4 separate regions of the Mus musculus genome follow, and all the other regions are linked to region 4. The links are chromatin contacts, called in public HiChIP or PLAC-seq and promoter capture Hi-C maps. All regions are on one chromosome and are shown on one strand. The core of a region is the stretch at or near the end of the contact, and the rest is flanking DNA. Distances in the headings are between cores, read along the strand shown.

What was found. Promoter capture Hi-C pulls out the DNA fragments that hold promoters and counts their contacts. HiChIP or PLAC-seq counts read pairs in DNA pulled down with a chosen protein or histone mark.
Region 1: a promoter capture Hi-C map of liver shows a contact between it and region 4. The contact joins the enhancer-like site here to the promoter of Fkbp9 in region 4. A contact is called at or near these places in 12 of 39 promoter capture datasets (the C10 cell line, the HPC-7 cell line, cranial neural crest and 8 more), 3 of 484 Hi-C or Micro-C datasets (bone marrow-derived macrophages, cerebral cortex and nephron progenitors) and 18 of 115 datasets of contacts at active chromatin or transcription factors (the NIH/3T3 cell line, bone marrow-derived macrophages, embryonic basal ganglia and 12 more).
Region 2: an H3K4me3 HiChIP or PLAC-seq map of fetal liver shows a contact between it and region 4, with 4 times the contacts expected there. The contact joins the enhancer-like site here to the promoter of Fkbp9 in region 4. A contact is called at or near these places in 5 of 39 promoter capture datasets (the C10 cell line, cranial neural crest, liver and 1 more) and 1 of 115 datasets of contacts at active chromatin or transcription factors (fetal liver).
Region 3: an H3K4me3 HiChIP or PLAC-seq map of embryonic limb bud shows a contact between it and region 4, with 5 times the contacts expected there. The contact joins the promoter of Vopp1 here to the promoter of Fkbp9 in region 4. A contact is called at or near these places in 9 of 39 promoter capture datasets (the 3T3-L1 cell line, 3T3-L1-derived adipocytes, the C10 cell line and 6 more), 1 of 484 Hi-C or Micro-C datasets (uterus), 10 of 115 datasets of contacts at active chromatin or transcription factors (the NIH/3T3 cell line, bone marrow-derived macrophages, embryonic forebrain and 5 more) and 1 of 9 other capture datasets (liver).

The regions. Positions count from the first base shown.
Region 1 is chr6:57,552,167-57,559,254 of GRCm38.p6, reverse strand. No RefSeq gene overlaps it. Among named protein-coding and RNA genes, the nearest start is that of Ppm1k, 20 kb to the right of the region's middle. Within about 2 kb of position 1,339, at least 3 of the 459 cell types and tissues checked have an H3K27ac peak or open chromatin away from gene starts, as enhancers often do. A contact at or near this core is called in hepatocytes and liver, where this site is marked.
Region 2 is chr6:57,741,922-57,748,515 of GRCm38.p6, reverse strand. No RefSeq gene overlaps it. Among named protein-coding and RNA genes, the nearest start is that of Lancl2, 43 kb to the right of the region's middle. Within about 2 kb of position 5,010, at least 12 of the 459 cell types and tissues checked have an H3K27ac peak or open chromatin away from gene starts, as enhancers often do. A contact at or near this core is called in fetal liver, where this site is marked.
Region 3 is chr6:57,821,072-57,827,630 of GRCm38.p6, reverse strand. Vopp1 (vesicular, overexpressed in cancer, prosurvival protein 1) reads left to right here and starts at 2,506. Exons shown (of 5, transcript NM_146168.1): 1 at 2,506-2,704. The coding sequence starts at 2,651.
Region 4 is chr6:56,828,651-56,835,656 of GRCm38.p6, reverse strand. It overlaps Fkbp9 (FK506 binding protein 9), which reads right to left and starts at 3,598. Exons shown (of 10, transcript NM_012056.2): 1 at 3,230-3,598. The coding sequence starts at 3,450.

The DNA.
Region 1 (7,088 bases), core at 90-2,589, 730 kb before region 4:
TCTGAGTTCGAGGCCAGCCTGGTCTACAAAGTGAGTTCCAGGACAGCCAGGGCTATACAGAGAATCCCTGTCTCGAAAAACAAAACAAAAAAAAAAAAAAAAAAAAAAAAGAAAGGAAGGAAGGAAGAAAGAAAGAAAGAAAGAAAGAAGGAGAGAAAGAAAGAAAGAAGGAGAGAAAGAAAGCAAGAAAGAAAGAAAGAAAGAAAGAAAGAAAGGAAGGAAGGAAGGAAGAAAGAAAGAAAGAAAAAAAAGAAAGAAAGAAAGAAAGAAGGAGAGAAAGAAAGAAAGAAAGCACCAGAGTGAGTTCCATGTTTGTAACAATGGATAAGGTTAGCTGACTCTTAATTTTTTTTTTTTTTTTTTTTACTGATCAAGGCCCCAGAGTTTACTAAGAGTCTGAGCTTATGAAGGCCCATCCCCCGCCACGCCAGGCTCTTGATGCTTTGTTGCCAGGCTGTCAGCACTTGTTTGCCAGGGTGTTGCTTAAACAGGAACCCACTCTTACATTCTTTTTGTTGTTGTTGTTTGTTTTTGTTTTTCGAGACAGGGTTTCTCTCTCTTACATTCTTACAAGCATTTATTGACACTTGTTTTCTTGATTCTAACCATTTTGGTTAAGGTGAATGGAATCTCAAAATAGTTTTAATTTGCATATCTTAGATGGCTAATGATGTTGAACATATTGAAAAACATTTGCCAGGCATTTGTATTTGACAGCTCTCTGCTCAATTCCATACCCGCTCCCTTTTTTATTGGATCATTTTCTTGATCTTTTGTTTTCTTGAGTTCTTTGTGTATTCTAAATACTAATCCTCTGTTGCATTCCTGCCAGATGTTCTTACTTGCTGGAGGCTTCCTTTTCTCTGAGTTGACAGTTTCTTTTGCTGTCTTTTAATTTCCTAAGGTCCCCTGTGTTGATTATTGGATTTATTTTCTAAGGGATAGAGTCCTCTTCAGAATGGCCTTACCTGTGCCTATATTTTAAAGTTACTTCCTACTTTTTTTTCTGTAACAGTTGCAGAGGTTCAGTTCTCACTTTGAGGCTCTTGACCCATTTAGAGTTGATGTTTGTGCAGTATGAGAGATAAGGATCAAATGCTACCCATACAAATTCCAGATTTCCCCAGAGCCATATGTTGACAATACTGTCTTTTCCCTGATGTGTGCTGGTGACCTCTTTACCAAATCCAGGGCTTGACGTGGCACGGCTTTGTATCTGCATTCTCCATTTCATACTATTGATCAATGTGTCTGTCATTGTGCCAGCACACCTTGTTTTTATTCATTACTGTGGCTCTATCTCCAGCAGTATTATTTTATGCTCAGACTGGGCCTGCCCTCATTCATCCTCGTTAATCTTTGATCAAGGAAATGCCCTCACAGACTTGTACCCAAGCTAATCAGATGGTGGTAATCCCTAAATTGACTTTCTCGCTTCCCAAACCACCCTAGCTTATGTCAAGATGACAAAAAGCACAAGTTGTTTTCTTGATTTTTCTTCTCAATATATTTTTTTCATTGATATATAGGAAGGCTACTAATTTTGTATTTAAATTCTATTGCATCTTTATTAGTTTTTGTATTAGTACCTAACTTCCCTGAATTTGGTAATGTTCCTTTGTACTTTACAAAATACTTTGAGAAGCACTGGTGTTAGTTCTATGCAGATCTGGTGAACTTCATCCCTGAATCCTTCTGGGCCTGAACTGTTTTCGATGATGGTACAGAGATTTTTTTTTTTTTTAATACTGCTTCAAGCTCACTGCTCATTACATACCTGTTTAAAGTATCCATCTCATTTTGATTTAACTTTGGCAGACTCTCAGCATTTAGAAATTCATATCCATTTTCGTTAGACTTTTTAAATTTAGTAGATACAGGTTTTTAAGGCACAAGCCTAATGATTTTCTGAACTTCATTGCTATGTGTTGTAATGGCTTCATTTTTAGTCCTAATTAGGTTAATTTCAGTCTTCACTCTCCTTATTTTGGTTGCTTCAGATAAGGATTTGTCAATCTTGTTTATCTCTTCAAATAACCAACTCTGTTTACTGATCTTTGTATTTTTGTTTCTGCTGTTGTGGTTTCCACTGCACAAACTTTTGCTCCTTTTTCCACTACGTAGATTTCTGCCCTAATCTTAATCATTTCTCTCTATCTACTGGTTTAGGTTTGATCTACCCTACCTTTACCACAACACCAACATATATTATCAAGTTATTTGTCTGAGATTTCGCTGGGATCTTAAAACAGGCACTTAGAATTATAAACCTTCCTCCTAGGACTGCTTTCATTGTATCCCAAAGGTTTTGGTATGTGGTGATTTCATTTGATTCTAGGAACTTTTTAAAAAGTAATTCTTGATTTCTTCCATTCATCATGTAGCAGTGAGTTGGCTTGAGTTTGCCTATGCTCTGGGGTTTCTCTTTCTGTAGATTTTAGTCTTACTCCATTGTGATCACACAGAATTCATTACGTTATTCTAATTTTCCTGTATTTATTGGGACTTCCTTTGGGTTCTAAAATATGATCTAGCTTATAGAAAGTAACATGGGCCTGGCGTGGTGGCGCATGCCTTTAATCCCAGCACTTGGGAGGTAGAAGCATGTGGATTTCTGAGTTTGAGGCCAGCCTGGTCTACACAGTGAGTTTCAGGACAGCCAGGGCTATACAGAGAAACCCCATCTTGAAAAACAAAAAACAAACAAAACAAAACAAAACAAAACAGTCACATGGACTGTAGAGAATGTATTTTCTGTGGTGTTTGGATATAATATAATGGCCTGTAGATGTCATTTAGTCCATAAAGTGATATTTCCATTTTTTACCCTAAGTAAAAACCCATCTTTTATGGTGAGGCACATTTCTTAGAGACAACAAGTAACGCTTCCATTGACAAGTCTTCTGTTATTCTGATGATTTGTCTTACTATGTGACTTGGTGTTTTGTCTTTGTTTCTTTCAACATGCTTTCTTTGTTCCTAATATTTGTTTCTTTGTATTTAATGTTTTACTTATAGTCTGAGATGGAAGGTTCCTTTCTGGCCTTGTCTGCTTGATGTCATAAAGCTTTGTGTATCTGAATTTGTTTCTGTCTCTGTAACTCTGTGAATATTCCCATTGTGATGCTTTTGAAAATGATTTCTGTGATATTGAACAAGATTCTTCTCCTTCAGCACCTAATTTTTGTTCAATTGGTGTTTTCAGAGTATTTTGTAAATTTTGGAATTCCCCAGTACCTCCTTAGGATTTTATCTCTGTTCTTGTGTGATAGTTCCAGATCCTCCGCTCTGTCTTCAGTTATTTGATGCTTTCCTTGATCCATTCTACTGCAAAGACTTTCTGTAGGGTTTCCAATCATTCAGATTGGTTTGTCTTCAGATTTCTGTGTATTTATTGATTCTTCTTTCATATCTCACCTCACCTTCAAAATTTCCTTCAGCTGTTTGTGTTCTTACTGAGAGCTTATTTTCCTTATTTTATTTCATAGGAAATACTTATAATAATTTCTTTGAATGATCTGTCTGGGATTTCAGGGTAGCTAGATTACATCACTAGAGGATTAGTAATTTTTGGAGGAGTCATGTTGCTTTGGATTTTATGTTTCTTATATTTTCTCAAGGTAATTTATGCATCTGGGGTATTTTCCTTTATTTGGTAATCAACTATAATCTGTCAGTTGAAGAATTTTCAATGATACATCTGAGGTACATGGTTCAGAAAATAGTTTAGGAGCTCAGAATGTCTAATACAAACTTTATATTTTCCCCAAGAAGAATATTAACTATGAGAACAATATGGTTGCTGGATATTCCCACTTTGCAAGTGTCATCCTAACCAGTTAATAACAATGACCCTTTGACTTCATAACTACTGAAAGATAAACTATCAAGGGCAATATGAAGTATATACAGATTCAAGTTAATAAGATAATTGGGAGGAAAATAGAGGGAGTGAGAATAAGGATGATTGACAAATTGTCTCTTAAAAGGAAAAAAAATGGAGTAAAGTAGCTGGGATGTGGTAACTTAGACCATTGATATAGTTCACAGATTTTAGAGACTGTGAAAGCTATTAAATGTTTTTTTTTTTTTTGAAACTAGAATCTTCTGCCATACAATACATCCCAATCAGTATTCCCTCACTCCACACCTCCCAGGTGCCCCTCTTTACCTCCCATCTCCACCAGATCCACACTTCCATTTCCTCTTCAGAAAAGAGAAGACCTCCAAGAGATGACAACCAACCCACATATCAAGGCTGAACAAGGGAACCCAGCAGAAGCAAAGGAGTCCAGAGAGCAGGCAAAAGAGTCAGAGATAAACCCACTCCCACTGTTAGGAGTCCCACAAAAAAACCAAGCTAACAGCCAACAAGGTATATGCAGAGGATCCGGCACAGGACGACACAGGCACCAGGTTTGCTGCTTCAGTCCCTGTGAGCCCATATGTGTCCTCCTTAGTTAATTCAGTGGACCATGTTCTCCTGTTGTCCTCCATCTTCTCTGACTCCTACAATCTTTCTTCCCCCACTCCCATGGGGTTCCCTGAGCTATAAGGGATGGGGACTTGATGGAGACTTCCAATTTAGACTCTCTCTCAGCATAATGCCTGGCTGTGGGTCTCTGCATCTGGTCCCATCTGCTGCTGGAGGAAACCTCTCTGATGACTACTGGACAAAGCATAGATCTATGAATATAGTAGAATATCATTAGAAATCATTTCATTGATTTTTTTTTTTTTGTCAGTCATGTTTGGTTCTACCCTAAGCCTCTGGGACACACAGTCTCTGGTTCTTGGCCATCCAGGCAGTACAGAGCGTAGGTTCCCTCTCATGGCATGATCCTCAAGTTAATCCTAATATTGGCTGACCCCCTCCCACAAGTTCTCCACCACCGTTGCTCCAGCATATCTTGCAGGCAGGAGAGATTGTAGGTGAAGAGTTTTGTAGCTGTATTAGTGCCCAGGTTTCTGTTTCCATAGCCTACAGAGTGTCTTTTAGCATCAAAGAGACTAGACTATAGGCATGAGTGCTCCATGAAGACATCAGGTCAACCTTTCTACATTCAATTAGCTGTGTAGATGTTGTCCTCAGCAATGGGACCCAGGTGTCAGTTTTCAGAGAGTGATTTCCAGTCCTAATGTCAGCCTAGGTTCTCAACAGGAAACCCTTGGCCAACAACTCAACTGAATGCAACTCGGTCTTACCATTGGAAGCCTTGCCTGACTACAGAAGATGGCCAGTTCAGACACCATATCCCCCATTACTAGGAGTCTTCACTAGGGGCATCCTCATAGACTCAAGGGAAGTTTCCACTGCACTAGATTTCCACACTCCTCCATTGACCCTCAGTTCCAGCTGCCTCTCTCCACACTCTCTTCCTCTATTCCTACCACCCCTACCATATCTCTCTTGCTTCCATCCTACCTTCTCTATTCTATTTCCCCGTCCATGCACAACACACATACCCTGCCCTTATTTTTTCCAGATCATTCTGGGTTTGTAGATTGTAGATGGATTACCATTTATTTAACAGCTAATATCCACTTATAAGTGAATACATACCATATTTGCCTTTCTGGGTCTGGGTCGCCTCACTCAAGATAATTCTTTTCTAGTTCTCTCCATTTGCCTGCAAATTTCATGCTGTCATTTTTTGACATGAAATAATGAGTAATATACTATTTCTTTTTACTCCATTCTTTTGCTGAGAGACTTCTAGGTTATTTGATTGTTTCTAGTTTCTGGACATTATGAATAAAGCCATATAAACATAATTGAGCAAGTGTCCTCATAGTAGGATGGAACATTCTTTGGTTATATGTCCAAGAGTGGTATAGCTGAGTCTTGAGGTAGATCAATTCCTGGTTTTCTAAGGAATATACATATATATGTATATATATATAATATAAGTCCCTTTTTAGAGACATGATTTTAAAAGACAATATCCCCCAAGGGACAACAAAATCTGTGAATGTTCACATCCCTTATATACAATAGCACAGTGCTTACCTATAACTTTATGTATTTTTCATATACTTAAACCACCTCAATTATTTGGGACATCAAATACCTTGTAAATGCTATTTGGGTTTTCTAATATGTTGACTTGGCAATAATGATTTTTAAAAAGAGATCTTACATCTTCAGTACAAATATATGTTTTCCTTACTATTTTCTATCCACAGATTGAGAAGAAAGAATACAAAAATCCAACTCTGTTTTGTTGAGCAAACGCTCTCTTTACTTGACTTTGTTACTATGCCATGTTTGGAGTCTAATAGTCAGAAAATCAAAATGGAGTCACCTAGGCTTTTGGAGCATGACGCCAAGTTGATATCAAGTTGTCATCAGAATTGGGAGAGAGATGAACAACTTTCCCTAGGTAATCAGTTTTAGTTGGCATGATAAAGAGGTTCAGTCTGACTTAGTTTTTACATGACAACTTGAAGTAACCTCAGTTATTTGTCTATTGTTCTGTCCCTCTTCTCCATCTCCACATTTCACAAGGAAAGTAACTTTGATCAATTAGCTCTTTGTTCTATCTACAAAAAACCTCTTCGGTTTGGTTCACTCAATATTTATTCTATTTTATGAAATGAAGCTTTGCCTGTTTTAAAAAATTGACGTTCATGCCTATTAAAATCTTTGTAATTATAATGTTGTCCTTAGAGAGATTAAATACCAAAAATGGAACATGTATAACCATAACCCAGGACATAGACAAGGCAGAAGAAAAAACAAAGACTCCAGATGAATTTTTCAAGCCAGTTTAAAACTCATATAATGAACAATGTACAAACCTCTCCTCATATTAAAGTTGGTCAAGGTAACCTAGTAAGGAGTAAAAAGAGTCAAAAAAAGGCAGGTAAAAGAGTTAGAGATAGCCCACCTTCAGTGTTAGGAGTCCCACAAGAAGACCAAGATACATAACCATAACATAAATGCAGAAGGTCTAGGTTAGACCCATGCAAGATCCCTGATTGTTTTAGCCCACAGGGAAGCTTTAAGAAGTTTGCAATCACCACATAAATGTGTGGATAGAGATTGCTAACATGGTGAAATATCAGAAGCATAAAACTGTTCTTAA
Region 2 (6,594 bases), core at 3,761-6,260, 910 kb before region 4:
ACTTCTGTCTTACTTAGGGTTTCTATTGCTGTGAAGAGACAACATGACCAAGGCAACTCTTATAAAAGAAAACATTTCTGAAGCTGGCTTACAGTTCCAGAGGTTCAGTCCACTATTGTCATGATGGGAAGCATGACAGCCTGCAGGCAAACATGGTGCTGGAGAGGGAGCTGAAAGTTCTGCATCTGGATCTGCAGGTAGCAGAAGTGAAAGTGGTCAGATTTAAGCTGAGACTTCAAAGCCCACCCCCTAGTGACACACCTTCTCCAAAAGGCCAAAACTAATCCAATACCCTTATATAGTGCCACTCCCTATGGGCCTATTAGAGCCATTTATATTCATAACACCATAACTGCTAATGCATTTTGTGATAAAATGCCTGGGAAGGAAGAAGCATTTATTTGAATTCACAAACTGAGAGATTTTAATCCATGGCCACTTGGATATGTTGCCCAACAGCAAGCATGCCATATAGGAAGCACAGGTAAAAGAGGCCTTATTTACATCAATGATAAAAAAGGCTCTTTGCAAATATTTCTTTCAGGGATATGTTCTCGGTTACCTAAGTTGCTCCCCTTCAGTCAGCCTCCACTACCTTCCGGTAGTACTCTGGGCTCTTAACAAGCTTCTCAACGTGGTCTTACAGAGACATTCATAATTCTAAGTATAATACTACCTGATTTCCAGTCACCCATATAAAAAGAAAACTGGATACTTCCTTTCAGGCCTGAGATCCCCCAGGTGCCTTGGCCCTTAGAATACCACCTTGCCCTTGAATTAGCTATCATCTTGCAGCTACATCTTCTTGCAGCGCTGTTTTCTTGCAGCTGCTCCAGTGCATGTGTGGCACCTACCTATCTGGGGACATGGCTGTTTAGACCTGGTAGCAGTGCTATACCAGATAGTTTGTCTAGGCCCATTCTTCAACCCATAGGTCAGGTCTGGCCATGTATACAGATAATAGTAATTAAAAGTACTTTGAAGGTTTTCAGTACCACCCAGATCTATCATTCAATATGGAATTTCTAAAATATATCACTTCATCTGGAAAGGATCTGCCTCTATCCTTAACAAGAACTTATTCCTTGGCACTCTGCTTGTGGCCCTATTTCCTTACATTATAGCTAGTGCTGTGCTGTTAGTTACTTGAAAAGAGTTCTAGATCCTACTCGCCCTTAGGACCTTTTTATTTAAGTCTTTTAGTCTGCAGTGAGTAACTGGCCATGTTTTTAATGTATTAAATTTTCAAATTTGAGCGTCTGTTTGCATGTGTTTGTGTGTGCCTCCCATACATGTGGAGGTCAGCTGACAACTTTGTGATTCATTCCTTCCATCTTGACATGGAATTTGGAGAGGAACTTAGATTTTCAGCAGATGTCTTACCTGGATACCCATTTTGCAGGCTCCTTAATTTGTGGTTTGTATAAGAATGCCTCCCGCAGGCTCATATATTTAAATGCCTGGTCATTAGGGAGTGGTACTTGATATGGATTAGGAGGTATGGCTATGCTGGAGAAACTGTGTCACTGGGAGGGAGTGGGCTTTATGGTTTTAGAAGCTCAAGCCAGGACTAAAGACTCAATTCTCTTCCTGCTGCCTGATAATCTGGATGTAGAAGTCTCAGCTCACTCTCCAACACCATGTCTACATGCCTACCTGCAGCATGTTTCCTATCATGACAGTAATGGACTAAGCCTCTGAAACTGTAAGCAACCATCAATACAATATTTTTCTTTATGAGTTGCTGTGGTCATTATGTCTCTTCACAGCAACAGAACACTGACTAAGGCAAGTTGTTTTGATGACTGCCTAGTTTTATTTGATTAGGGGTATTACAAGGATACATTTGGCAAATTCTGACATCACTCAAATCCCTTTAGGTAGACAGGAAACAAGACCGAAAAGGCTCACTGCCTTGCATTACATCTATGTTAGGCAGGAAAGACCCCTTCTGGCCAACTTCTACCAGGAAAATGGTTGTTTCCAAATCAAAGATGGGAAATCTAATGCTCACTTTCATCTGTGCTTTCCAAATTCCAATAAGCTTCAAAATATCCATCACAGCTGTCAAAACAAAAGATGGCAAAAACAAAAATGTGGAATAATCTCTGAAATAAAACGAGGCTGATGAGAACTCAGGTGGGACAGGAAGGGGGCATAGCCAGAATGCTGAAGGAAAGAAGAAACCTGAGGGAGCATTAACAGGCTCCACCTGGAGATGCTCCAGGCACACGGGTGGACCAGAAGCTGGCTTCTGACCAAGTGCACACTGAGTGGCAAGGCATGGTTCTGGGAGGCGGGCTTCTGGAACCGTTACCTGATTTTAAGGTACTCAATGCTTCTATTAAACATCTTTGTAGCTTAGGGTTCTTATGGCTTTCCCACAATCTCTAGTTCTCTGCTATACTTTGAATTTAATGTGCATGGCCCCCAAGGCCCATGTGTTAAAGGCTAGGGCCACACCTGGTTTGAAATATAGGGTGGTAGAAACTTGAAGAGGGAGAACCTAATGTGAGAGCTGACTGTTCGGGGCACATCTTTGAGGTGGATATTGGAACCTCCCCGTTAAGCTCCCAAAGAACCTTATCTTTATCCTTGGCCATGAGATGAACAGCTCTGTTCCACTATGAACCTTTGGATAATTTAGCTCCTCATCACAGGCCCAAGCAATAAGATCAACCCATCATCATGAGATGAAACCTGGAATACTGAGCCAAACATTGGTTTCCTTTGCTATTTGTTACAGCAATGCAAAGCTGCCTAGTATAATTGCCATCTGAATGAATGGGGAGATGATGTTCAAAATAGAACCTGATGGACCTGGAGAGAGTTACCCCAGTTCCTCATATTTTTGGTTGTGAGCCTAGCCTTTAATAGCTGAGTCATCTTTCCAGCCCATGCCTCTTTCCTTATCACCATCGTGCAGATGCTTTTCCTAGCACCAGAAAAGATATAGCTAAGTAGCCTGCCTCCTCCCTCCACTCTGTCCACATAACTGTAGCCCTGAATCTTTTTTCTTGGTTCAAGACAGGGTTTAGCTGAGTAACAGCGCTGGCTCTCCTGGAACTAATTTTGTAGACCAGGTTAGTCTTGAACTCATAGAGATCCAGCTAAGTAAGGCAGGAGTCTTTATTCTGCCCTCTGTGTCACTTTGTTTTTACTCTAAGGTGTTGTCCTGTCTAAACAGCCCTCCTATCTAATTGCAGAGGCATTTCTTTGCAAAACTGCTCCTATCTTGATTTCCTAGTACATTCAGCTTATAAACAACAGAAAATTTCCCTCAGTGTTTCAGAAGCTTAAAAAAAGAAAAGAGAAAAAAAAAGAAGGCAGGAAAGAAGAAAAAGCTGAAATTAAGGTGCCAGTGGAGATCCAACCCATTGTGCCAGTGATAGAAGCCGGAGAGTGCGAACAATTATAGTGTTACTGTGAATACAAGTGGTCTCCAAGGAATGGCAACCATGTGGACAGAGGAGCCAAATGAGTATAAGTTCTAGTGATGAGAGATGCTGATGGTGGCTACTAGAGTATGAGTCTAAAAGTCCAGAGAGCCATCCTAAAATGCCACGCTGTGTTTGTGTGTATGGTGGTGGTGGTGGTGGGGTCCGCAGCATTGTTTGATGTTGAGGTACTGAACAATCAGGACTATCTGGTAATGTGGGAGGCTTAGGACACTGGACCTCCTGATACCTCTACATCCTCCAAAAGAAGTGGACTTGGGAGGTGCATGGACATAGAAACGCTCGAATGCAGCAGCATCACAATTTGGAGGAGGTGGGAGTGGGGAAGTCTGTGGGAACTTGAATGCAGCTCCCTATTCATACCACTACAATGGTCAAATCTGTCTTATGCCTAGGACTCATAAAAATCAAGTCCAGGAAGCACAGTGTAAGAGAGGGAAGGCAGAGACCTTCAAACCTCTATGGAATCTACAGGCCTGCTGCATAGCACATGGCACAGACAAACAATAGGTACCCTCTTACTGCTATGCCAAGCAGCATGGGTGGAGAATGTCATCCAGCCTACATTGGAAGCCACCACAATATTTGAGTATGTAGCGGATGAGAGCTTAGGATAGCTGGCCCTGTCACTTGTCTTCCATGATGTATTGGTACGGGGGTGATGCCTTGCCCCCACTTGACCCTCACCACTTACAACAGTTGGGAAGAGCTGACCCTGGAGTCATGAGAACAAGACAGATGATCCTGCCCTTCACTGGCTGCAGCAGTCAGGTGAACTGACCCTGCTCCTTACCTGGGCAGCACAGTACAGCTGACCTTGGTTGTAGGGGCATAGCTAATCCAGTCCTGGAGGAAAGAGCATGGGACAGTTGGCCCCACCACTCACCTGCCTGAGGTGGTGTGAGTGCAGGGCTGATGCCCTCTTCCTCCCTGACTCACAACCTTTAGTAGTAGGAAGAGCTACCCCTGGAGTCATGAGAGTTGGGGAGCTAGCCCAGCTCCCTCTCTGGCTGTAGGTCTTGGGAGAGTGGCCCTTTTGCCTTGCCTGGGAAATACAGTGAAGCTGACCCTGATGGTGAAGGCATAGGTGAGCCATCTCTGAGGGTTCAAGAGTAGGAAAACTGGCCCAGCCGCTCACAGGCTGCAGTACTTGGGAGTATGGGCCCTGAACCTTGACTGGGCAACATAGTAAAGCTGACTCTGGGAAGCTGGGTGTGAGTGAGCCGCCCCAAGTGCATAAGATCAGGAGTGCTAACACTGGATTCCTGCTGGGTGTGGTGGCTCATGCCTTTAATCCAGCACTCAGGAGGCAGAGGCAGGTAGATTTCTGAGTTCAAGGCCAGCCTGGTCTACAAAGTGAGTTCCAGGACAGTCAGGGCTATAAAGAGAAACCCTGTCTCGAAAAACCAAAAACAAACAAACAACAACAACAAAACCAACCAACCAACCAACCAAACAAACAAACACTGGATTCTTCCAATGGTAGCCTTGAGTGGCCTAGCCAAAGCAATGGTGGAGAGCTCACCCTGGTGGTTCAGATAAGGAAGAGTCACGGGCTGACCAGCTCAGCTACCACTCAAGCCCAGATTCAGGGCTCTGAATTAGCCTGCCTCAACATCTATATCATCTGCCAATGGTTGGGATTCTGAAAAGAGCCAGTCCTGCTGTTCCAAAGCTGAAGGATCTCCACAACACAGGACAACAATTTACTGTCTGGTTTTGTGTGTAAAGTTACTCTGGTTACATATGTACACATATGGTGGTTTTGGCAGAAGCGTTACATGTAGGAAAGGCAAATCTGTAACCACCATCATGGTATTCCACACAGTATTTCTTCAAACCAAGGAATTTATTTCACAGACAGAGAAGTGAGAGAGTGGGCCCACAACCATGGCATCCACTGGTTTTGCTATGTTCCCCACCATCCTGAAGCAGCTGGTCTATTAAAAAAATGGAATGGCCTTTTGAAGACACAGTTATAGCACCAACTAGGTGACAGCAGCATATATGGCTGGGGCGGGATTCTTCAGAAGGCAGTATATGCTTTCAATCAGCCTCCAATATGTGGTACAGTTTCTCCAATCTACAGGTCCAGGAAATCAACCACTCACTATAACCTAGTGACTCACTAGGAAATTTTTGCTTCCTGTTCCTGCAACTCTTAAGTTCTGCCTGCTTACATGTGGGAACCATTGTAGCCATAATAAAGTAGCATTGTAAGGAATAGGAATTTTGAATGAATTATAGGATCACCATAATTATAATCCAGTATAATGATTTAGTCCATGTATGACTGCCAAAGAGAAAGGTAAAGAAACCCCCTTACACCCCCCCCTTTTTCTTGTTCCTTTGTTATGTGGATCTCTCAATACTTAAGGACACCATCTTCTTGCAAATGCTTAGCAAACCCAGATTGGCAAGATGAAGCTGTCACAGAAGAGGTGTCATATTTTGAATCTAATACGGTTTCCAGAGGCCTTATGTTATGGACTTTGAGGGACTCATTAGATCCTGGGGGCTCCAACCTCATCAATCCTTTTCCTAATTATTTCATGAATAATGACCACTGGATAGTGGTTTAAAATAGGTGGTAGCATCTAGTGAGAGGAAGTATCTTGTCTTTGCCCCCTCCACTTACTGGCTACCAACTTTGCTCTGTAACATGCTCCTGGTGCCATGATGATGCTCCTCATTGCCACACACTCCGGTCAAGTCTGCTTGACAGGCTGAAAAGTCTGTAAGCACTTATGAGGAAAAGAGTTTCACAGAAACTCACCTCCTGGAGCTCTGGCGTTCTCATTTACCCACATACTCATACCCTATCCCCTGTTAGTCTGGTGTATGGAACGATGAGCTTAGAATCCGGCAGGAATGCAGTAAAGACGTTACCTATTCAATAACTAATTAAGTATTACAAAAGATGGAGCCAGTAGCTCAGAGCTGGTCTGCAAAATATTTACTAAGGACAGTAGCAAATCTCACCCAAACAAGGGAATATCATAAAAGAGCCAGGGAATCCCACTGAGATAGAAATCTTCAGTACAGGCTGCATTGCATATTAGAAGCAAGTTGGTGAATTCTCCTGACAAGTGGAGATTCTCCAGATACTTAAAAGTTACACTCATACTGATAAGTG
Region 3 (6,559 bases), core at 1,257-3,756, 990 kb before region 4:
GTCTCTCTTCTTACTGCCTGCTAATCCAGATATAGAACTCGTGGCTCCTTCTCCAGCACCATGTCTTACTGGAGACCACCATGCTTCCTGCCACAATGACAATGGACTAAAGCTCAGTTAAATGTTGTCCTCTATAAGAGTTACTGTTTTCATGGTGCCTCTTCACAGCAATAGAAACCCTAATGAAGACAACCAGAAGTGGGAAGCCTCCCTTTGAGTTGTTGGTCAGGATTGTCCAAAGGACTCCCAAAATAATAAATAAATGGCTACTTGCATTGCCCTTGGTTGCCTCTCAGAACTTGGAGGTAAAAATCTTATTGCTGTAGACACAGAATTTAGAAGAATTTAACTGTAACTGATCTCGAAGCCTCTTCCCTGAGGATTAGCTGCTATAGCATCAGAAGGTGTTATGTAAATTGACAAGGGAGAAAAACAATCAAAACGTTTACCCAGGGATAAATCCAGCAAAGCACAAAAATGACTGGCCCAGCAAGACATACCCAATGGCTAATGGCTGTAGTTAAGTCTTTGGGGTAACTATCAGCTGTCTAAGTGAACTTGGGGGCTGCTCAATCAATAGGTGAGAATTATTTGTACTGTAAACCTAACCAATTACCTGGAACTGCAGAGGTCATAAACCTTAAAGAAGAACCTACCACTGCCATTTTCCTAAATCAATATAGGTTTTTAACTGTATTCTTGAAAACTTATGCCCATACCCACAGATGAACATTGTTCACGCTGCTTGCCAAAAGAAGCTCCTTATTATGCAGTAGATGGAAGCCACTATAGAGATCCACAACTAGTCAAAATCAAGAGAGTAAGTATATGTATATACATGAACTTACATATATAAGTTCAGTTTTCTCCAGGAATTAACCCCTTTTAGGTTATCTAGTCCCAAGTGGTCAGCCCTAAATGTGTTTATATGAGCAACATTAAATGCATTCAGTACGTTCTATAATATAATGCACTAGACATAGGTGTTGTGTATAAATGTGACAATAACAATTGAAGATGAGATCATAAATTTGAGAGGGGGTAGGAGGGGCCACAGGTGGAATTGGAGAGGGGAAGATGAAAAAAGGAAATATACATACTCATGCACGAAATTCTTTAAAACAATTTTAAAAATTATTACAAAAAAGATTTGTAAGGAAGACAAAGTTACCATAGCCCAACGATCCTTTACAGGCTTTGAGTCAATTCTGTGTGCACAGAAACAACTCCCCAAAGAAACTGCTTCTAGTGACCAGAATTAAGAATATCATCAGGGCCAAAGCAGAGATTTCCCTGCTCCACTATAACCTATCTACTTAGTGCCTCCACTAAAGGGCTTGATTTTTTATTTTTATCCTGTTACTATAAAACTTCAGGAAGCTATTATTGTGTTGGAACATGGAATTTGAGGGTAATCATGAGGCCAGTTTTTTTTTTTTTCCTTCTTTGCTTGCCAGTTATAGCAGGTATAGTTTCATGGTGTATGCTCTATCTTAACCAAGTATGTGTACTGAAAGTTGGCAAAGTATTTAAGACTCGCCTGTGAGAGATCCGTTTTTCTGTCTTCCCTCCATATCCTGTTGGAGGTGGTTCTGTAATTTAACGAACTCTAGTTGCTAAAAAAAAAAAAAATTAATTCATTTGTGTGCGTGATGTGTTTGTCTGAAGGTATGCATGTATGCCATGTGCCCATGTGATACAACGAGACGATTCTGTTTCCATCTTACATATCCAGGGAGAAGCTCAAATCTTCAGCCTTTCCTGGCAAGTGTTGCTACTTGTTTAGGGATCTCTCTGAACCTAAAGGATTGATTCTATTTCCTGATCTCTGTACTCAGCGTTACGCATCATAGTTTAAACTAGCTGTTTTCTTGTTCACCTCTACATATTTGGCCTCCAGCTCAGGTCTGATACAAGTTCAACCAATGCTTCAGTAAGTTCAGTAAATTCAGATGTCATCTGAGCCTTATTGTTATGTGTGTGTGGAGAGGGGCCAGAGGGGAATGTCTGAGAGAAAGTAAGAATAGTTAGCAGCAATTCCCTATGGTCAAAGAGCCTACCTCAAAGGTGAGGTGCACTGTGGAGTCCAAAGGTGGGGTCCTAGCAGAGTCAGGCAGAAAGATGTTGGCATAAACCTACACTAACCTTTTGCAACCAGCTGTCCTTTCCTTGTGGTTTTAACTGTCCTGGGGCGGAGTGGACCTCCCACCTTACCTACAGGAACCTCAGTGAGAATGTCTCCGTGGCTAGAAACTTCAGGAAGACCCAGTGATGGGTCCATCCGTATCCATCCCCCAGCTCCCAAACCCGGTGTCCTATAAAAACCTTCCCAGAACTATCAAGGTGAGACAAGATGGTCTCTTCCGAGAGAGGAGACATCAGGCCGTCTTCTCACCCAGCCCCGCTGTCTCCGCGTCCCGCAGCGCGCTCCACAGACTTTGCAGGCTCCGAGCCCACGAGCGCGCGCCCGTGAGGTGGATCGGGGGCGCGCGGCGAGGGCGGCCTGGCACGTCCTCGAGCTCCGCCGGCTTGCCGCGCGTCCTTCTGCCGGCTTCAGCTCGTATCCCCGGAGTCCACCCGCCCGTCCCGGGGTGCGGACTGGCCCTGAGCTGGCCGTACAGCCCGGCTTCGGACGGTCCTCGCTGGAGCCATGGGCCGCCGGCTCGGCAGGGTGGCGGCGCTGCTGCTCGGGCTGCTAGTGGAGGTAGGGCCGCCGGTTCCCCGCGCCTTCGGGAGAAGGGACGCGGGAAGGGCATTGCGGAGCTCGCGAGTCTGCGGTGTGGGGCGGCGGAGGGGTCTGATGCCGGGACCCCCTGTCCTCCCTGCGCGCCTCCTCCTCCTGTCGGCGCCCCGTTTCCCTCTCGCTGCTTGCTCGGGCTTGCGTCCCCGGGAGGGACCTTTGTGCGTGTCCACACGCGCTCCCTGTCTCTCGGGGCCTGGGGCGGCGCCTCCCGCAGCTGGTAGGAGGGACAGGGACATTTCTGCCTTTGGAGATGAAGTGCAGGCTTTTAGAGGCGAGGAGAAAAATCCCACGGGGAGCTTGGGTGGTTGGTGTACTGTTGTGAAGCCGCGGAAACTTGATGGTGGGTGGAAGCACCGCCGAGGTACAGCCAGGGTTAGAGCGGGGCTGCGGTCGACTGAACTGCGACATCCTGTGACGCGAACCACCCTTCCTGCTCCAGCGGGTTCATTCAAAGGCAAAAGAGTGGATGTGTAAAATCTGGTGTGTAAAATATGGATTGGGGTTTGGAGGTTTGTTCATACCTCCACAGCTTCAGTATTTTGAAAGATTTTTGTATTAATAAAGTCAGTTTAAGTGGGTAAGGATGCCCCTCTGACTATCACTGTCCTGCCTCAGAAAACTGTAAACTTCCTTGGTTGGGGAGTCAGCGGTGCTTGGAAAGATTCTCATTTATGCTGGAGGAAAAGTCTTTCTTTCCAGGAGAGTTAAGGGAACAGTTTCTCCAAGCTCTAAGTTCGGATCAGAGCAAAGATTGCTCGTTTTTCTTTGAAATACCTCTTTTTTCTTTTCTTTCTGTTTCTCTCGCTCACTCTCTCTCTTTCCTTTCTTCTTCTTCTTCTTCTTCTTCTTCTTCTTCTTCTTCTTCTTCTTCTTCTTCTTCTTCTTCTTCTCCTTCTCCTTCTCCTTCTCCTTCTCCTTCTCCTTCTCCTTCTCCTTCTCCTTCTCCTTCTCCTTCTCCTTCTCCTTCTCCTTCTCCTTCTCCTTCCTCCTCCTCCTCCTCCTCCTCCTCCTCCTCCTCCTCCTCTTCTTCTTCTTCTTCTTCTTTTTTAACATTTAACGTTTTTGAGAAGTGCCACTTCTGGTTTTCTTTCTTCTTGTTGTTCATATTTTTAAAAGCTTAGAAACCAAACCCTCTGGGTAATGATTCAACATTGGTTGCTGTAGAAAAGCAAACCAGAGAGCACTGTTTACAAAAATAAACGTGTGTTTACCTCAGCATATCTCCGTTGAGGTAAATTTTGTAATCTGGCAATCTCATTTGCATGTGTGTGTGTGTGTGTGTGTGTGTGTGTGTGTGTGTGTGTGTGTCTGTGTGTGTCTGTGTGTGTGTAAGGAAGATTATCTGGGGTTCTCTTGTTTCTATATTTGTGCCACTCCTGTCTCCAACTTAGCTTTGTGTGTATCCTAAAAGTCTGCTTCAAAACTGCTGATTTTATTTTTATTAGGGTGGGTGTTCTTTCTGGTTGTGTTTATTTTTTCATTTTCTTTTCTATATTTTTGTATTCGAACGATGTTTATTGAGGAAATGAACATGAGAGAAGTGGCAGACCTGCCAACACTCTAAGGCTTTACATTCAAGGGCCAGCAGTGGAAAAGCCTTCAAAATGAGTCAAGTCAATTGAATTAGCTTTTCTGGGGGAGAAGGGAAACCAAAAGTAACATCAAATATGATGCGCTAAGATTGTTGCTTGTCATCAGTTTTTTTTTTGTTTTTTTTTAATCTACTGCTTTGTTGATTTGATGCCATCATAGTGACGTTGGTTGTCAAGAGTTTTTTGGAATGGACTTTTTTTCTGTGCTGATTTAAAAAAATAAGGCAGTAAAAACAAGGTCTCAGCACCTGGAGGGAGGGAGGGAGGGAGGGAGAGAGAGAGAGAGAGAGAGAGAGAGAGAGAGAGAATGCAGAAGACCTGGAAATCAGAGTTGTGTCAGGCAGTGCTAAAGTTTTATGTTTGGGGATGGGGTGAGTTCTTCCTTTCCCTCTTAGTTGGCTGATTCAGGCTACTACAGGGGATTGGGTAATCCAGACAAAGAAAGGCAAGCTGATTGGTTCCTACTATAGGACCCTCCCCCGCTTCTTGTGGGAGATTTGAAAGACCACTGAATACTTTCAGTCAGGGAAAAAGCCCACTGGTCTTGGTGAGGAAAGAGGAGCAGGAAATTGGTTGTCTCCTGTGTTCAAGTGAAAAGTATATTAATGCCCCTACAACCTGCTTTCCTTGTCAGCCTGCTGACATCATCAGTCTAAAGCCTAATCCTTTAGTGCAGAAGGTTTTGTTCTATCCTGTAACCTGTTTCATTGCATAGGAACTTTTTTTCAAGTGCCAGGAATGGACCTCAGGGCCTTGAACAAAGTAGTCAAACTAGGCCCTCTTCTGCAATCTGCATTCTTGGATTTGTTCATTTAATTTAATTTTATTGTTTTCTTAGCTACCAGAGGGAGTCTGAACCTTACACATGCTGGGCCAATACTCTATTCAGCTACAGTCCTTCTTAAGACAGGATCTTCCTATGTAGCCTAGGCCTCAGTCTCCCACATGCTATGATTACAGGGATGGGTCACCATGTCTGATTGAATTGTTTTATCTTAATGGGGAATTTAAAACTTCTTTGAAGGGCTGACAACCTCCCAAGGGCTGAGCTCTGATGCATTCCTGAAGTTCACTATCTGGATGCTGGTAACATGTGTTTTCTAGGTCGCTCCCGTTTACATGATGATTATCTTCAGTGCCTGATTTCCGGTAGAGAGCTGTGCCCTGTTGAGTGCCAGGACAGCCAAGGCTAAAAGGAGAAGCTGTGTCTCAAAACAGCAACAACAACAAAAACATTTAATGATTTGTCACATGCAAATTTAATGTAAGGTTTTAGTCTGAGCTTTCTCGTTTTATTTTATTTTAGTTTAGTTTTAGTTTTTTTTTAATTATATATTTCCTTGATTTACATTTCGAATGCTATCCCGAAAGTCCCCTATACCCTACCCCCAGCCCTGCTCCCCAACCCACCCACTTCAGCTTCCTAGCCCTGGCATTCCCCTGTATTGGAGCATATAATCTTTGCAAGACCAAGGGCCTCTCCTGCTAATGATGGCCGACTAGGCCATCTTCTGCTACATATGCAGCTAGACACACATAAGCTCTGGAGGTACTGGTTAGATTATATTGTTGTTCCTCCTATAGAGTTACAAACCCCTTTAGCTCCTTGGGTAATTTCTCTAGCTCCTACATTAGGAACCCTGTGTTCCATCTAATAGATGACTATAAGCATCTACTTCTGTATTTGCCAGGCACTTGCATAGCCTCACAAGAGACAGCTATATCAGGGTCCTCTCACCAAAATCTTGCTGGCATATGCAATAGTGTCTGGGTTTGGTAGCGGTTTATGAGATGGATCCCCAGGTAGGGCAGTCTCTGGATGATCTTTCATTCCATCTCAGCTCCAAACGTTGTTTCTGTAACCCCCTACATGGGTATTTTAATCCCCAATTCTAAGTAAGAACAAAATATCCACACTTTGGTCTTCCTGCTTCTTGAGTTTCATATGTTTTGCAAATTGTATCTTGGGTATTCTAAGTTTCTGAACTAATATCCACTTGTCAGTTAGTGCATATCATGGGAGTTCTTTTGTGATTGGGCTACCTCCAGATCCATCCATTTGCCTAGGAATTTCATAAATTCATTCTTTTTAATAGCTGAGTAGTACTCCATTGTGTAAATGTACCACATTTTCTGTATCCATTCCTCTGTTGAGGGATATCTGGGTTCTTTACAGCTTCTGACTATTATAAATAAGACTACTATGAACATAGTAGAGTATGTG
Region 4 (7,006 bases), core at 2,349-4,848:
AGTCATCTTTGTAACTGTGAACGTCCGTATGCAGAAAAGGCCCATCGGCTTCAAGTATCTGAGAGGGACACAAAAAAAGAAAACAAAACGCAACAACCCCTGGTACAAGATTCTCCTGCTGCTTAGAGTACAAGTCCTCGTTTTCTTTTCCTTATTAACAGTTATTGGAGGTGGGGGCATGTCATCAGGAGAGACACAAGCACCTCCATCCACTGAGCCATCTCATCCGCCTGACAGTTACCATTTTCTTCTGGCAAAACCACCAAGGAAGCCAAAGTCCAAACTCCTAAATTTTTCCTCTCTACACACACTTTGTATGAGGCTATGAAAGTTGTGGGCTGCAGAGAAACTTTCATTCTGCTCTTTAAGCAGGCATGGATTTGGTTCCCAGCACTCACATCAGGCACCATACAACTGCCTGTAACGCCAGCTCTCAGGGATCCGACACCTCTGGCCTCTGAGGGAATACGGACACGCGTGGGCCCATATCCACACACAGATACGTAATTAAAAAATAATTTTTTTAAAAAATCTTTTTTAAAATAAAAAAAGAGAGAGACTTTCACCCTCAGATCCTAACATTCCACAAATTCCAAAGGAAGAGAGACCTGAGAGGGACGCAGTCAAAGAGCTCCTCTGTGTCTTGCCCTTCGCATTCCGGCTCCCCTTGGCAGCCATTTCTGAAAGGGAAATCTGATCCCTGAGCCCCAGGATTCAAAGTCTTCGTGGTCTTTCTACTGTCCTTAGACAAGGTCCAAACCTCAACAGCCAGAAAGCAAGATCTCACCAAAGCTGGCTGGCTCCAGGCTGTTACATTGTTTCCTATAAATATGCACAATTCTATGTCAATTAAAAGTCTTAACATTTATTTAATGTCTTTAAACCTTTCCCTCCAGCTTCCTCCTACTTTTCCCACTTGTCTGCTCCACTCTCACTGAGACCACACCAACCAGGCCAGGCACTGGCGACACATTGCACCCCCTCCACACCCTGCTATCAGCCTTACCACCTCCCGCACCACACTCCCCTCTTCATCTCCTCCCTAGGACATTTTGCTCTTCCTTAGGTCTTATCCTTGCAATCTAGGAACTCCATGCTGACGGCCCACCTCTTGCACACACACTAGCATATAGTTAAGCCTTCTGTGTGAGTCCATTGCTTCTTGCTTTTCTTCCACCATTTTTATGGCAGCCTACAGAACACAGATTGGACAAGTCATTTGGATATTCTCAGCTTTACTTTCTTGATCTACAATGAGGTATCTTCATCGCTGTCTTCTGAGGGTAGATGAATTCTTCTGAGATGAAAATAATTTTACCCTGTTAAGGTACAGGGTAAAACTAGGTATGGCCTCTTGTGAGAGAGAGCCAGCTCTGCTGTTCTTCTTGTGCCTGTCTCGACATTTTGTAGTTACTTGCCTGTGCTAAATGACAGTCTCAGAATCGTGTAACACTAGAACTCTTAAGGGTAGACAGTGTATAAATGCTATGGTTGTACCAAGGTGCTCTTCCCACTGTCCTAGTAGCCACCCCTAGAGAGGAGAACTTGTCCCTGTGGAAATTATTAGTTACCATCAGTTCAAGCAAAAAAGCACTTTATATGAAAGTAACAAACCAAATAACTAATGAGCGCACGAACAGATGTTCAACCTCATTACGGATATAAAGATCAAAGCCTTGATGAGGGCTCAGAGGCTTACTATGCAGCTCTGGCAATCCTGAAACACATTATGTAGACCAGGCTGGCCTCGAACTCACAGAGACCTGCCTGCCTCTGCCTCTCAAATGCTGGGACTAAAGGTGTGTATCACCACATCCAGAAAATATAATTTTTAAAAAGAACATGAAGAACTAGGGACACTGAGGGAGGGAGTGAAAGGTGAATTACACAAGACAACTGGGAGTTACTTTTGAGATTCTGGGCCTCAAAAACTTAGACTTAAGTCCCATTTGATTCAACAGTTCCAGTCCTGGGTATATAGCCAAAAGAAATGAAATATTTTTAAAAATCAACCTTATAATCTATATTTTCAGAGGTTTTTTGCATATTTTTTATGGAGAGTGTGCCATGACATTCATGTGGAGATTAGAGTACAATTTGTGGGAGTCATTTTTCTCCTTTGGCGATGAGAGTACCAGGGACTGACTAGATGATCAAGCTTGTCAGCGAGTGCCTTAACCACAGAGCCATCTCATGAGCCCTATACATTCTAGGAGAACTACATAGCAGGGGAATACCTCAATTAAGGTGGGTTGGTATAAAAACTACAACTGAAACAATGGTATGACTAGGACTGAGGATATAGCTCAAAAATACAGAGCTTGCCTAGAATGTACAGTCCTGGGTTCAATCTCCCTGTGCACCCCCCAAAATAATTACCACTAAGGAGGACTAACCATATCTAAGCCTTTGCTTTGTGCCACATAGTACTGACAACCTTAAATGTTTTTACATACTCATGTGTGGCTGCTTATATTGTACATAATAAGCCCATTCAGGCACAACAGTTCCCTGTCTAATGGAGTGCTTCACCACAAGGACACAGCCCAGGGTTAGAAACAGCAGCCTGAAGAAAGGGGCAAGGCTGAAATGAGCTGAAAACTTAAGTTACATGAGCAAGCCCAGGCCATCTCTCCCACAGTTTTTGTAAAGCCAGAAGGGGAGGGCACAGGAGTTGCACACAGGCACAGCATTTGAATTCCCACAGCCTGAATCCAATATTTGCACAGGTCTCACTGGTCTTGGTTACTTAATTGGTAAAAAAAAAAAAAAAAAAAAAAAAAAAAAAAAAAAGTTTCTTCTTGTAACTCCCCAAAGATTTAAATGAGCTCGTGCATATATATATATATACCGTTGCCTAACACCTCAACAGTTCAGTACAGTGACTGCAATTATGGGACACCTACCTCCTCCTCCCACTAGTCAATGCTAAGGTTGGGTTGTCTAGACAATCCAGGGATGAAACCCAGAGACCAGTCAAGACGGACCACCAAGAAGGCGGGCGAGCATCACCCACTCTTGGAGGTCTCGCTGAGTGGCCATTTTACATGTCTGAAAAACGTGTTCCGCTGTGCGGGGCAGAGAGGAAAAGAGGAATTGTCCTGTCCGCAATCTTAAGGTCCCAACTATGGCTGAAGGCTCAGCACACCTCCAAACGCATGGGGAGGGCGGCGGAGGGGGTGGGGGCGGGCTGGTGGAGGTCCTTGGGGAGTGTGGGGGCACGGGGTACCTGGAGTCGAACTTCTGGCCGTCGAGGAAAGTCCCCACGTAGTGGTAGCGCACGAAGTCGCCACTGTGCACCGTGCGCGGACACTCATCAGGCACGAAGCTCTGCTGGATCTGAAGTTCCGAGCTCACAGCCAGGCCCAACACCGGGGCTGCCTGCCCGGTCACCCAGAGCAGCAGCAGGAGCAGCGACCGGCGCCGCCAGCCCCGGGCCCCTAATGCCATCGCGCGGCCTGGACTCCGGGGAGGCGAGGGGCAAGGCTGGGCGCGCCGCGGCGATGCAAACGTGGAAAGGTCTCCCGGCTAGCCCCGGGCCGCAGCGCCCGCCCCCCGCCGCCCGCGTCCGCCCCGTGCCGGGCCGAGGGGAGGAGCCGCGCCCAGCCCGAGGGGCGTCCACCGGCCTGGGAATTCCTCTGCCTTCCCCGCCTCCAGAAGCCGGGAGAGGATCGCTCTGACTGCCAGGCCCCGCGCCTGAGCACTGCGGATCCCAAGAGACGATATGGAGACTCCTACGTGGCAGCGGATCCAGTTTCCCCTTGCTGCTCTGGGAAAGGAAGGAAACTTAAGAGTCTTTTTTAAAAACTTAGTTACTGGGGGTGTACATACACAATAAACAGGCTGGAACTTCCCTCAGAATGTTTTTGAGTTGCTGTGAACTAATGTGGTCAGTGAATTAAGTTCCTAACACGTGACAGCTTGGCCAGCGCTCCAGATCCCACAAGCGACCCCTAGTTAAATGAATCCTCGATTTATTAAAGCTTTGGAGTATTAAAAGTAAATCAACAGAGCTTTCTCAATTTGTTTTGGGAAGCTACCAAATAATCCAGATACCAAAATCTACTAAAGACACCCACAAACGAGAAAAATAAGCAGTTGGCACCAAACAAGTTCTTTTTTTTTTTTTTTTTTTTTTTAGCAAAGATGCTAAATAAAACTTGAGCAAATGGAACACAACAGCTACCTGAGTGAGCTGGTTAACAAAGTATCAGAGACATCTGCAAAGTGAAGAGAAAACAAGATACTTTAAAAATTAGTATAGAGCCTATGATTAGAATCCAACGATCTAATAAGAAGCTATAGGTGGCCCTCAAAAAAAGGTTAGTGATCAGTTTTCCTACTTGGAAAAAAACAAAAACAAAAAACCTTGGAGTGTCCTAAGTTACAGAACAAGAGAGAGAGGAAAAAAGAAATCCGTGCTAACGTCACTTCAAGTTAAATCATCAAAGGAAAAGAAGAGAACAAAAAGGCGCTCCACGTTGCTTCCCTGGACCTTGAAAATCAATACCGCAATCTACTTTTAGAATCAAGCAACCTGAGAATCAATCAAAACCTTTCTTTACTCTCAGCTCCTAACTGCCGGGCCACCTTTCCAGGGCTCCCTTCCAGCTTTTCCCCAATAGTTTCAAGGCTGAATTTAAGTCTTCGTCCATTTTGAGTTGACCTTTGTATACAAGAGATGTGGTTCTAGTTTATCTAGCCTATGCATATTCAGTTCCCCAGCACCATTCATAGAAGACAAGGTCCTTTATCCAGTGGCCGTTCTTGCTGCCTTGTGGAAAAACCAGATGGTTGAGTATATGTGTGTGAGCTGTGGATTGAACTTTTGTCTTACAAATTCTTGATAAGTTACGTTAGCACGGGTTTCTTTTTTTCCTCTATCCTACGCAGAGCAAAGCCTTCTCAGAGTCTCAAGTAGGAAGGAGGACCTGGACTTAATACCCAGTAGCCATGTGGTAGCTCACAGCTGTCTGTAACTCCAGTTCCAGGGGAGCTGAGGTCTTTTTCTGTCTTCTGTGGGCATTGCAGATCCGGTACACAGATACAGTGGCAGGCAAAACATGCATACACCTAAAGGAAATATAAATAAAGATTATTTTTTTCAAAAGAAACACTTCAGGACATTGGTCTAAATGATGATTTTGATAAGACTCCAAAAGCATGGCAAAGAAAAGGAAAAGACACATAGGGTTATATTAAATCTAGAGTTGGCATTTAAACAAGCAACAGAAACAACAGAGGTCCCAGCCTCCAGAAGGGAGGATGCACTTGTATCCTGTGCAACCCATGAAGGATTCACTTTTAAGATATAAGAATCGTCACCTCCCCCAAAATCAACACTAAATATTCCAATTAAAGAATAGCCAAGGGGCCCGTAAAGTAGTTCAGTCCGTGACAACATCAATCTGCCTTACATGTGTGCAAGGCCCTGGATCCAAATCCCAGCTCACACTAAAAATCAGTAAATGCATAAATATGTGAGTAAGCAAATAGACATTTCTCGATAGGATAAATGAATGTGTTCATGTGTGTGTATTTTTTCCAAGGTTTTTATTTATGCTCAACAACACTAATTAAAGAAATACAAATCAAAACCATAATGAAGAGGCTGAAGGCAAGGCTCGGTGGTTAAGAGCACTTGCTGCTCTTCCAGAGGTCGCTGGATCCGTTCCCACCACCTACAAGGGAGCTCACAACCAACTGTAACTTCCATTCCAGAGGATCTGATACCATCTTATGGCCTCTGCAGGCACTATGCACACATATGGTGCACAGATATACATGCAGACCAAACAACCCTACACATAATTGTTTTCAATAAATAAAAATTGTAAAACCCTATACTAAGGTATCAGTTCAACTCAGTTAGGATGGCTGTCATCAAAAAGCCAAAAGCATGCTGTGAGGATATGGAGAGAAAAGCTTCCCACATTCTTAATAAAACTATAAATTATCATTGCTATTTTGGGAAATAGATTATTCAAAATCTAGAAGTAGAGTTAACATCTGAGGTGGGCCTGGTAGCACAAGCCTGTAATCAAGCTACCTCTGAGCCTGAAGCAGTCAGATTGGAAGCCCAGGGCCTGCTTGCGCTGCAGAATGAATCCAAGTCAGGGAACCTAGCAAGACGCTGTCTCATAACAATGAGTGAGAAAGAAGCTGAGAATATGGCTCAGTGTTTCAGCACTTGATCCAATATCCAGGACTACAGAAAGAAGAACAGGAAGTGCAGGGACTATCATGTGATCCAGTTATTCCATACTAAGTATATACCCCGAGGACCTGAAATCCCAGTCTCAGCGAGACACCTGCAGTAGCAAGTTTACTGCAACATGCTTTAGAAGGGTGAAATGAATCATCTGCAGAAACAAGGATGGGTCTTGGAAGCATTATATTAAGAAAATCAAGTCAGAGAAGACTAGATATCACGTGTGTTGACATGCAGTAATTAAAGAGTTCTTCTCAAAGTAAAAAATGTAGAAAATATATACAAAATCAGTCCAGGCCTAACCTGTCTTTTGATCCAATGCCCAGCAGAAAGAGAAAGAGACAGAAGAAGAAACAGAGGAGGAAGAGAAGAGGGAAGGGTATGGAAGAGGAAAGGATTGGAAAAGGGATATTCAGGTGTTGGGGGATGGTTTTATGCACTGGGTAGTCAGATGCTGATTTCTATGCCCTGATATCTGGTTGAAGTCTAGAAGATTTCATAGTCAACCATCACCAGTTTCTAGGCCTCTATGTTATGTAAAAGTTGTTTTCCATTTCCTGATTGGTTAATAAACTGACTTCCATTTCCATTAACTAATTGGTTAATAAAAGAGCTAATCAGTCTACTATCTGAGCAGAAGAGAATAGGGTGGACCTTCCTATCTCAGTCAGAGGGTCTCCAAGAGATGAAAGAGAAAGACCACGGGGAGATGAAGGTGTGAAGATACCATGTGGAAGGACTAGGAAGAGTTGCCATGAGGTCACACATAGAGCGGAGTGAGCCAGAACAAGACTC